4 separate regions of the Mus musculus genome follow, and all the other regions are linked to region 3. Evidence: chromatin contacts called from public ChIA-PET and HiChIP or PLAC-seq data. All regions are on one chromosome and are shown on one strand. Each heading gives the region's core, a stretch centred on a gene start, on an enhancer-like site or on the middle of the called end of the contact. The rest is flanking DNA. Distances are from core to core; before and after follow the strand shown.

Evidence for each region. ChIA-PET counts read pairs in DNA pulled down with a chosen protein or histone mark. HiChIP or PLAC-seq counts read pairs in DNA pulled down with a chosen protein or histone mark.
Region 1: a Foxp3 HiChIP or PLAC-seq map of regulatory T cells shows a contact between it and region 3, with 5 times the contacts expected there. The contact joins two enhancer-like sites. A contact is called at or near these places in 1 of 15 datasets of contacts at CTCF or cohesin (the NIH/3T3 cell line) and 3 of 115 datasets of contacts at active chromatin or transcription factors (memory CD8 T cells, microglia and regulatory T cells).
Region 2: a contact with region 3 is called in an RNA polymerase II ChIA-PET map of memory CD8 T cells, with 11 read pairs. The contact joins two enhancer-like sites. A contact is called at or near these places in 4 of 115 datasets of contacts at active chromatin or transcription factors (bone marrow-derived macrophages, effector CD8 T cells, memory CD8 T cells and 1 more) and 1 of 9 other capture datasets (liver).
Region 4: a BATF HiChIP or PLAC-seq map of CD8 T cells shows a contact between it and region 3, with 6 read pairs. The contact joins two enhancer-like sites. A contact is called at or near these places in 2 of 15 datasets of contacts at CTCF or cohesin (the NIH/3T3 cell line and large pre-B cells), 9 of 115 datasets of contacts at active chromatin or transcription factors (CD8 T cells, bone marrow-derived dendritic cells, bone marrow-derived macrophages and 6 more) and 1 of 9 other capture datasets (embryonic stem cells).

Annotation. Positions count from the first base shown.
Region 1 is chr10:18,068,976-18,071,675 of GRCm38.p6, reverse strand. The region is part of intron 1 of Reps1 (RalBP1 associated Eps domain containing protein); the gene reads right to left. Among named protein-coding and RNA genes, the nearest start is that of Reps1, 14 kb to the right of the region's middle. Within about 2 kb of position 1,330, at least 89 of the 459 cell types and tissues checked have an H3K27ac peak or open chromatin away from gene starts, as enhancers often do. A contact at or near this core is called in memory CD8 T cells, microglia and regulatory T cells, where this site is marked.
Region 2 is chr10:18,141,102-18,143,801 of GRCm38.p6, reverse strand. It overlaps Ect2l (epithelial cell transforming sequence 2 oncogene-like), which reads left to right. Exons shown (of 22, transcript NM_001370991.1): 15 at 695-909; 16 at 1,827-1,974. Among named protein-coding and RNA genes, the nearest start is that of Ect2l, 68 kb to the left of the region's middle. Within about 2 kb of position 1,376, at least 29 of the 459 cell types and tissues checked have an H3K27ac peak or open chromatin away from gene starts, as enhancers often do. A contact at or near this core is called in effector CD8 T cells, memory CD8 T cells and regulatory T cells, where this site is marked.
Region 3 is chr10:17,771,384-17,774,083 of GRCm38.p6, reverse strand. No RefSeq gene overlaps it. Among named protein-coding and RNA genes, the nearest start is that of Txlnb, 23 kb to the left of the region's middle. Within about 2 kb of position 1,428, at least 126 of the 459 cell types and tissues checked have an H3K27ac peak or open chromatin away from gene starts, as enhancers often do. A contact at or near this core is called in CD8 T cells, bone marrow-derived macrophages, effector CD8 T cells and 4 more, where this site is marked.
Region 4 is chr10:18,195,928-18,198,627 of GRCm38.p6, reverse strand. All of the region lies in intron 3 of Ect2l (epithelial cell transforming sequence 2 oncogene-like), which reads left to right. Among named protein-coding and RNA genes, the nearest start is that of Ect2l, 14 kb to the left of the region's middle. Within about 2 kb of position 1,362, at least 87 of the 459 cell types and tissues checked have an H3K27ac peak or open chromatin away from gene starts, as enhancers often do. A contact at or near this core is called in CD8 T cells, bone marrow-derived macrophages, effector CD8 T cells and 2 more, where this site is marked.

The DNA.
Region 1 (2,700 bases), core at 81-2,580, 300 kb before region 3:
CCACCCTAGCATATAGAGCTCCAGGACAGCCAGGGCTATACAGAGAAATACTGTCTCAAAAAAACCAAAACCCAAAACCTAACCCAACAGAAGAGAAGAGAAGAGAAGAGAAGAGAAGAGAAGAGAAGAGAAGAGAAGAGAAGAGAAGAGAAGAGAAGAGAAGAAGAGTATCTTTAAGGGGCTGGATAGCTCAGTACTCAATGACTAAGAGCACATACTGCTCTTGTAGAGGAGCTGCACCTGAGCTCAGTCCCCAACACCACCTCCAGCCGCTCACAACGCGCTGTAACTCCAGACCCAGGGACCCAATATCAATGGCCTTTGCAAGCACCTGTGCCCATGTGGATGTATTTATGCACACAGATACATACATACATACACACATATTAAAATAACAATAAAAATCTTTTTTTAAAAAAGAAGGCAAATGCAAAAGGTAGATGACTAGTACTTAGGGAAAATAGGGTCCATGGTGGCCAAGCAGAAACAGGAGTCATTTGTTCTTTGACTGTAAAAGAGAATAGAATCGGACAAGGGGATGTGCAAAGTCAAGAGAACTACACTGGAAGCAAAAAGAACACTGCAGAAACTAACCACCATACTACACCACTGCAGAAACTAACCACCATACTATATCACTGCTGAGTATGGCAATTACAGCTTTGCCATTTGTTAGGTACAAGTGAGAAACACTAGGTTTGGATTCCTTCCAGAATTAAGTCTAGAAGGAAATGTGATCAAGGAAGTAAAAGACTTCTGACTGAGGTGGTTTAAAACTGTGGGCAGTGAACAGAAAACCTAACCATAACCTCCCTTCCTCAGGCCACCGTTCTTTCTGAAGGTGGGCTCTTCTACTGCCAAGGCTTAGCCACTTCTGCTTCTGTCCCTGCAGATTTGCACAGTGATTCTGACATGGCCCAAGCTGCAAAGGCCTAGTCTAGGAACTGTGCTATCCTGAAGTGATACTGTACAAAGGCGCCCCCACCCATAACTTCCTTTGTGGCTCTCCCTGTCCCCAGGTCCTCAGAAACTCTCCCTAGCTTATGCTTCATATTGTATTTTATGAACAAGCATGCATGCAGTGGGATGCCCAGATTCTACCACAGCTAATCCTTATCATTGCAAATAAATTTCTACTTTTTGTTTTTTAAAAATTCTCAGTCTGCTATTACACTTTTAAAAAGTTCTCAAAGGGAGAAGAAGGGACTGGCAAACAGGCAAACGCATCAGCAAAGTCAGAGCTCAGATTCAGGGCTATTTGTTCCTGTTCTTGCTCCCTCTCTCTCCTCATGCCCAGAATGCTGATTGGGGTGGGGAAAAAGCACCCACAGAGCTAGGCAGCAAGCCAGCCAAGCACAACTTCACCCCCACACTTTCAACTCCCTGCCTGAGGAGGCCTGCCTTACTCCCTCATCCTCATCTCTCGAGGAGACTGCAAGAGCAGGACGAAGCAACTGACTAGCCCTAAAAAGTTGTCTGTGTTTTCTAAACATCTATTCTGCATTTCTGCTCCTCTCCTGTGACACCATGAGATCATGAAAGAAAAGGAATCTGAATTTAAGATAGGTGACAGCCTGTAATCTTAGCACTTAAGAGGCTGAAGCAGGAGGATTGTGAATTTGAGACCACCATGTAGGACATCAATGGAGGGAGGAAGGGAGAAAGGAGGGATAAGAAAGGAAGGATGGATGAGCGAAAAAGCCAGGACGGGGAAAAGAGGAAAAGAAGGAAGCAAGGTGGAAGGGAGGAAGGGAGAAAGGTAGGAAAGAGGAAAACAAAAAAGAAATCTGAATTTTATTCACAACACTTTTCCAGTGTTATTAGCTCTGAAGACACTGGAAATGCAGCAAGCAATGGACAAACTCCAAATGGGACCATCTGCTCTGGCTAGTTTTATGTCAACTAGACACAAGCTGGAGTCATCTGAGAGGAGGGAGCCACCGTTGAGATAAATGCCTCCATTAAGACTAGACTACTAAGACAAGCCTATACAGCATTTTCTTAATTAGTGATTGCTGAGGGAGTGATCAACCCTCTGTGGGTGGTGCCTTTCCTGGGCTGGTCCTGGGCTCTATAAGAAAGCAGGCTGAGCAAGCCATGGGGAGCAAGCCTGGAAGCAGTACCCCTTCATGGCCTCTGCATCAGCCTCTGCTTCTGGGTTCATGCAATGTGTGAGTTCCTGCCCTCGCTGCTTTTGAGGGTGAGCTGTCATATATGGAATTGTGAGTAAAATAAACCCGTATCTCCCTAAGTTGTTTTGGTCATGGTGTTTCATTGAGGCACAGAAGCCCTAAGACACAACTGACTGGGAGGGAAAGAGCTTCCAAGAATCCAAATTGTTCCAATCAGGATCTCTAAAGCCTACCAAAGTGAAGATAGTTCATAAAGGACGAGGAAGACCCTGGGAGCGGAAGGAGGGGGTTCCAAACGAGGGAGCAGCCTGATAAGAAGCAACTACTAAATAGCACAAGCTCTGTAACAAACAGATCACAGGCTGCTGAGCTGAGGCATAAAGTCCATGTTAGGACAACAATCAGGATGGAGCTGGACATAGGAGGAAAGCTGCCAGTGCCTTTAAAAACAAAAAACCAAAACCAACATAGGCCAACAGCCTTGAAACAGCAATACTTTAGCCCTGAGTTGGTGTGTTCACAGACCTTGACTAGTCACCTAGTGCACTTGTTTAGCACCACTTCAAAG
Region 2 (2,700 bases), core at 127-2,626, 370 kb before region 3:
TCTTACTTGAGGTACCATAGATGTTGGCCAGGAGATGGGGGGAGGGGATACTGTTGGAGGAAAGCTGAGTGGGGTCTGAGGAAGTGTTGCATGTCTGTGGGCAGGATCTGACCTGGGGTTCTGGATACTGCAGTGGCTTCTGGTAGAGCAGGGGGCTTCTATTTGAGTTGTGGGCCAGGATAGGTCTGCAGTTTTTAATTGGCACACCCACTCACAGTCCAGCTCTGAAAGCTGACTGTAGTCAATCGATGCAATGTGCTCTGCTCTGAGCTGAAGCTTTCAGAGCGGGATGCTGAAAGGTACAACATGCAAGCACAATTTTGGCTTCATAGTTGTTTTCCTTCCTTTTCCTAAGACTCCAAAGTTGATGTTAGTATCCACAGTTTTACACATGAACACCTGAATGAGAAAAACTAAGTGGCTTACCTAAGGAGAGAGAGAAGAAAGTGTGAGCTCTGCAGCCTTGAGCTCACACATAGAGATCTTTATAGCCCCATCATACCTAGGCTGGGTCCAGGGCTCATTTTGGCCTTAGGACATGGCTTCTTATGCTCCAAACAAATGATCACTAGGAACCAGCCATCTTCCCTTAGGACAATCCCTTTTTTGGGTCTCTTCCACCTCCTTAAACACGTTGTCCTTTGCTGAGGGCCCCAGTCATTAAATTTCTCATGAATCCTTGATGTTTCTGCAGGAGAGGAAGCTCCAGATGAACTCAGTAGAGACACGAGCCCAAGTTGTGAGGGAGCTTGTGCAGAGCGAGAGACGGTACGTGCAGATGCTGCGAATTGTGCAGGACGTGTACGCCAAGCCCCTGAGGGCAGCGCTCTCCTCAAACAGAGCCATTCTGAGTGCTGCCAATATCCACATCATTTTTTCTGACATTCTGCACATCTTAAACCTCAACAGGTAAGCCCTAAAGATGGCGTCTTTAACAAAACAGTACTCCCCTAGATGAGGGAAGAGCAAACTTTGTTTCCAAAGCTCCACTATGGTCCAGCAGCTCTCTATCTTCTTGGGGATCCCTTCACCTGAAAGAGCAGAGAGGCTCCTTTGCATGTCCTCTGACAGCTACAGCCAGCAGATGGCTTCCAGTGCCACTCCAGCCCCAGGTTACAGTATGTGAAAGAAAAATAATCGATGCCTCAGCATTCAGTAAGCAATAAACCGCTCCCATGAAAGTCCGTGGGCAAGAGTCAATAATGTCTAATTGAATGGGCCAGGAGCAAAAGGATTCGATGGCTACTCTGCTTTTCCATCGTGGGTTTTCTACATCTGTTGAGAGATTAAGAAAAACAACAGTGTCTACCTATCGTGAGTGAGATGAGCCCAGAGCTAGTCACAGTCAATTTCCGCAGATCTGGAGAGATAGTTTGCCACTTCCTGGGCCCCCGCTGTGACTCAGTGAGAAGGCTGATGGAACATCTCTCAGTTTTTATGACCTAGAGTAGCTAAGAAGGTCACCTTGGATCTGTTGAGTGTGTGGGCTGTATGTAAGCTATGGTTCTTGGCCTTGAAGCTTTAAAAAGTGCCATTCTCCTCAGAAGACTGTGAGAATGTCCATGGCCCTGGCTCTCCGAGGGTCGGAAGCTGGATTAGGACCCAAGGAGTTAAGGTAAAAGATGGGATCCTGGACAGCCAACCTCTTCCCTCATTCTGCCCAGATCCCATCCTATCAAATGCACACTGTTCTGTGGTCAATGGGTCAAAAGAAAGCCCTACCACAAAAGACTAAGCAGAAAAGCCTACACTAATGAATTCATGGCTTAAGTTTGGGAGACTTTCAACAGGCCCCTATTTCAAGATACAAACTTCTCATATTGTAGAGAGTTTCTAGATAACCTACGAGACAGACTACAGGAATGGAGCCCAGCTCACTGTGTGGGAGAAATATTCATAAAGTTTGGAAGCCAGCTGAACATATATACCAATTTCTTCAACAATTATCCAGTTGTTCTGAAAACCATCGAAAAGGTAAGTGGTTGCACTATTTCCACCTAATCCTGTATAACCCAAAGGCCTGAGATAAGTGGGAAGGACTGCTTTTCAGCTCTCCCCCATCCTCCCCCCACTCCCACCCCCCTGGACTTTGAGTTTCTTGAGAACAGGGACCTTGAAGTAGGGGCTAATACAGTGGTGGACACACAGCAGTGCTCAGGAACCAGTAGTTGTGCTCCAGCTACCCACTGCCAAGTTTTCATGGACCCTAGCCAGGTGGGTCACAGTGTCATGTCATGTCACAGTGACAGGGCATTGAAAACATAAGCTGAAGCATGATTGTGAGCTCAGAATCCTCTCTGCCACTACAATACCAGGGCACACAAGCTCGGCTCGATGGACAACTTGATTAAGACACTTGACCTTGAGGACAAGAATTAGAGAAAACAGTATTACCAGAAACAAACTGGTGGCAAACGTATTATAGCTACGGTAAATACCGCTACCTACTTCATTAGCAAAGTGAGAGCAGTCAGCTCTTCAGTACATTTAGCTGTGGCAGCTATTATTATTATCAACACCAAGAATCTTCTTAAGCCCTTAATTGTTTACAGGTATAAATGGCCTTGCTCTGAAATGTTCTTGGAGCGTGAGATCAGTAAATCTTTGACTCAGACATTAGCAACATTGACATGTTTTAGACATGTACATACCGAGTAGTAGCACATGATTTCGAGTAGGTACACCAGTGATGATGATGGA
Region 3 (2,700 bases), core at 179-2,678:
GCAGTGAGAATGACAGCCGGGAAGGCAGGAGCCCTCTGCGATGGCTCCTACGGCCTTTCAAAGCCTTCAGTTCAACCTCAGCACCAGACCTCAGAGCCCCCATACCATGGCACGTTGTTTCCTGAGCCCAGATGTGAGCAAGGGTCCATCCATATTACGATATTCTAGAAGTTTCTCTGTGCCATCTCATTGAGATACTATCACCTGACTCTGGAAAATACTGGCATAGGTTTGAGTTAAAAATTAGAGCTTTATATTATTTTATGCTTTCATGTGTTTTGCCTACATGAATGTCTGGGAACCACAGGTATGCCTGGTGCCCACACAGGCTAGAAGAGGACATTGGATCCCCTGGATCTGCAGTTGTAGTTAGCTATAAGTTGCCATGTGAGGGCTGGGGATGAGCCCAAGTCCCCTGGAAGAGCAGGCAGTGTTCTTACCTATTGAGCTATCTCTCCAGCCCCTAGAATTTTCTTAAAGTAAAGTCCAATCTTCAAACCAAACCAAACCAACCAATCAAACTCCACATTCAAAATAAAGCAGTTTGATAGAAATCTTCTTTCCTGAAATGATAATACACAGAGCAAGGTATGTTATAAATTGTGGTCCTGAACTGGAATAACAATGAAAAAAAAAAGAAAGAAAGAAAAGAAAAGAAGAAAATTATTGACACAGCTCAAGCCATTGGCTTCTGTTCATCATAGGAAACCTGAAGGAAACTAGAACAAGCTTTGCGCCTGGGTTTCTGAACACAAAGTTATACTTAAGTGCTAAGTCCACTCATTCACCACTTGGCACTAGGATAAGGCAATCAAAGATGGCAGTTTTATTTTAATTAACATTGTAGTTAGTTTGTTGTGACAGCATCTCTCTCTCTCTCTCTCTCTCTCTCTCTCTCTCTCTCTCTCTCTCTCTCTCTCTCTCTCTCTCTCTGTAGTCCTGACTGTCCTTGAGCTTGTTTGTAAACCAGCCTGGCCTCAAACTCACACAAATCCTTTTGCCTTTGCCTCTTGAGTGTTGGAATTAAAGGTGTGTGCAACTACAAAGATGGGGTTTTTCAATCAGTGTTCATGTCCCAGTGAGTTAAATAAACCATAGAATAAGTGACCTGGGACTAATTTGCCCTAAGATGACAATAGAGGACGACCGCCACCTACCTGCCCCGCTCACATCTTTTGGGACAGGTCTTGCTTTGCAAGACATTCTACAAGCTCTGACCGCACCAGGTAAAAATGGGTTGCGCACTAGATAGATCTCCCTGTGGACGCTTGCCCCATGGGAAATCAATGCTGGCCAAATTTTTGAGAGAAGCTGAACCATTCAGAAGTTTAGAGGATGGGAACTGACTCAAAAGGAAGCCCCGAGACTTGCCATAGCAGTGGCAAACTGAACAGGAAACAGAAATTATGAGTCAGCAGCGGAAGTCAGTAAGCTAGTACCCAGAGGAAAACATGCAGCTGTGCAAAGATCCCGAGACAGACAGGCTGTGGCACATGGCGCATGGCGCTGAGCGGCCTTCCTTCTCATCACAGCTATCCAAGTAAATGAAGAGATGAACACTTGTCTCCCCGTTAACAGGCTTTCCTTACCCACACCAGTCTGCAGCTGAACGTCATCTTGGGACGAATCATCAGCACAGGATGACTGACTTCCTGTGTGTCTAAGACAGCACACTCTTAGGGACTGGCCCCAAGACGGAGCTTCTTATTGAGATGACAGTTAAAAATCTTGCTGGCCTCTCGCTGAAGTCTTGATTCAGCAGCTGAAAATGCAGAAAGATCTAGAAGAAGTAGATGAAAGAAATATAAGGAAACTGGATGTTCAGAGATAATCATCTCAGGGAACACGATCTTGGGGCCATCACCACTCAGTGAGCAAAGATTCCTGGGAGATTCAACAGACAGACAAGAAAAAAAGGAGAAGAAGAAAGTGAACCTAACTAAATGACTGTCCCAACAGAGCATACTACCCAGAAAAAAAAACCAACCAACTAACCAAACAAACAAACAAACAAACAAAAAAAACCCCAGAATAAACAAAGCAATTAAGTAAAACATGAACTATTCTTTTCTTAAAGAGCAAAATCTAACAAGTGGAGTATGAAGTTTCACTGGAGGCAATGACATAGGCACGGTTAAGGGAGTAGCCAGGGAAGCAGTTGCTTATGTAACTTTAATATGAGCAACCAAAAGAAATTTGAATAATCCTGGAAGATTGGCCCAGCATGGTAGTCATGAACATGCTAAGTGGTTGAATTCTGCATCAGTATTAAATACAAAACAAGACTATGTATCAGGGCTAGAGAGATGGCTTGGTGGTTAAGGACACTGACTGCCCTTCCAGAGGTCCTGAGTTCAATTCACAGCAACCAAATGGTGGCTCACAACCATCTCTAATGGGATCTGCTGCCCTCTTCTGGTGTGTGTGAAGACAGCTGCAGTGTATTCACATACATAAAATAAACACATCTTTTTAAAAAAAGTTATTAAAATAAAAAAGACTTTGTATTGGATGTGGCATCAAAAAGGAAAAGAAGAATTGGACAAAACTCCAGCGTGTTTGAGACAAGGCCTCTTTATGTAGCCCTGGCTGACTTGCAACTTGCTATGTATATCAAACTAGCCTGGAATTCTCAGAAATCTGCCTGCCTCTGCTTCCTGGGTGTGGAATGAAAGGTATGTGTCACCATGCCTGACTGAA
Region 4 (2,700 bases), core at 113-2,612, 420 kb before region 3:
AGTAGCAGCTTCTGTGAGAATGATTTTTGCCGGATTCATCTCCAAAGAGGTCCCCTTGAGTCTGTCTGGGGCAGTCACTGGTGTCTTCGGCCAACAATCCTAACAGAGTGGCATTTCTGAGATGTAGTCCTTTGTCCCCAGACTGACACTCTTTAACTAGTGGACAGAGACCTGGAGCTCTGCCACACCTGCAGAGGGGACTCCAGGAAGTGGCTTATTTCCTATTGTTTGTTTAGGGAGACTCTGGGTATGTTTCACGGACAGTTGGGGTTAGCCACTTTCATTATGGTTTTCATTATGCTTTTCATCATTGCTTTCAAACTGCCCTTTTCCTAATTACCCCTTTCCCTTCTCCTCTGTGTGGGTGTGTCCCCCATGCCCCCTATTCTGGCACTTCAAATCTTTGCGAGGCTAGGCGCTTCCTCTCCCATTGAGGCCAGACAAGGCAGCCCAGTGAGAAGAACACACCCCACGTACAGGCAACAGTTTTAGGGACAGCACCCGCTCCAGTTGTTCGGGACCCACATGAAGAACAAGCTGCACATCTGCGACATACAAGTGTGGGGAGGCTTAGGTCCAGCCCATGAATGTCCTCTGGTTGGTGGTTCAGACTCTGAGAGCCCCAAGGGTCGAGGTTAGTTGACACTGTTGGTCTTCCTGTGGAGTTCCCATCCTCTTCAGGGCCAAAATTGTGAAGATTCTTTTTAAAGAAGATATACTTTCTTATTCTTATATGTGTGTGTCTATGGAGGGGGTGCCTGTGAGGCCTGAAGAGGATGTCCGATCCCCCGGGGATGGAGCACAGGTGCTTGTAAGCTGCTGTACAGTGTGGATGCTGAGAACTGAACTCAGGCTCCTGGAAGAGCTGTAGGTGCTCTTAACCACCGAGCATCTCCGCAGCCCCGTAGAGGCTGCTCAGTAGCTGTCTGACGATCAGGGGGAGGCACATTTCACTGTAGTCATTTTCTGTGATTCCTTTTGCCCTACCTTCCAGCATTCTAGAAAATAGATACAAACAAACAAACAAGACAGACAGACAGACAGACAGACCAAACTTCATTCACATCCATTATCACATTGTAGTCTCAGGGACCATGAACCAAGCAGTTTCAGTTTTGACCACCAGAGGTCACTAGAGATCTTGTGGTACTTTGAGGCTGCTTAACCTGACATTCTGTCCCTAGAAACTGTACCCTTTGGCGCTTGAATGCTTCTTTCTGTGGAATGAGAATGTGGAGCCAACCTGTTGTGTAGTTTTTGTTTTGGTTTGTTCTTTGCTTCCTTTAACAGCAGCTGCGTTCTCACAGAGAGATCAGTGAGCGAGTGAGTCATAGTTCACGCAGCTGCTAACGCGCTCGGGGCTGCCGATTTCACAGGAAGCTGGGTGGGAGTTTTTGGTTTCTAGATTTGTCCTTCTGGGGTCGTCTTTAACTTGTAGTGATTGTTTTTGTTATTGAACACGATCTGCCTAGTCACATGTTTCCCAGTCTCAGGCTTGCATACGTGGGTGGTTTTTACCTGGCCCTCAACTTTCTAGAGGCTCACACTGGGTTAACAGTCTAATCCCATTCGGGCTGTGTTCAATTTTAGTTAGATCTAGAAGCTCGACTCGTTTTTGTTTGTTTGCTTGTTTGTTTTAACAAGTTAATACAACCAGCTTCCCTTAAATGATCCTTACCGAAATATAATTTTTGTGTACAATAACATTTGGCAGTTGAAGGACTCAAGTGAATATTGGCAGAATTTTGTGGTCCTCATATAATCTAAGTTTAACACATTCCACCATTCCCAGTCAATCCCTAGTCAATGATAGTCACTCCTTATCACCTGTCCTTCCAGATGTGTCCAAACACAAGTCTACTTCCATCTCTCTAAATGTACCCCCTCTGGACTCTATATAAATAGAGCCAGGTAATAGGTGATTTTTTTTTGTAGCTTTTTTTTCATGTATTAAAATGTCAAGGTTTATCCATTTTATAGCACACTTTTAACTACTTTCTTCTTGTCAAAAAACATTCCATATTGTGGACTTATAATATTTCATACTGTCACCAGTTGGTAAACATTTGATTTGTTTCCCCCTCAGGCTGTTGAAGATAATGCTACTCTGAACACCTGTATCCGGATTTTTCTAAAGAGGAACTTTTATTTTCCTAGTTTTGTTTTTCTTTAAAATTCCATTTTAGACCAGTTTCTAGGCTCTGTGTATTCATCAGATTTATGTATTTAGTGTATGTAGTGGATGGTGGTTAGGCACGAGCCAGGGCGTGAGTGTGGAGATTGGACAACACCTCGTGGGAATTGGTATCTTACTGCATCACGTGGGTCCAGGTGGTTGAATTCAGGTAGTGAGGCTTGCCAGCAAGTGCCTTTACCTGGGGCCTTTTCTTGACCCTTTTATTTTTCTTAAGCATTCATACAAAAGAGCTTAGAATACTTGCCTCCAGTGTACGAGGGCCTGGGTTCAGTCCCCAGAGTGGGAGAAATGAAAGCTATGAAGTGAAGTATATATTGGGGATTGAAATGAGTGGCTGTAACAGTAACAGAACCATCAAATTTTGGTTATTTATTCAGTGTTTCTTTTTAATCTTCTTATTCCTGTAGTCTTTCTCCTCCCAAATGTAAACATAATAAATATGAAAAATATACATCACTTAACTGCTTGAAGTCTGGGGCGAACTCTACTGTATTTGTAGAACA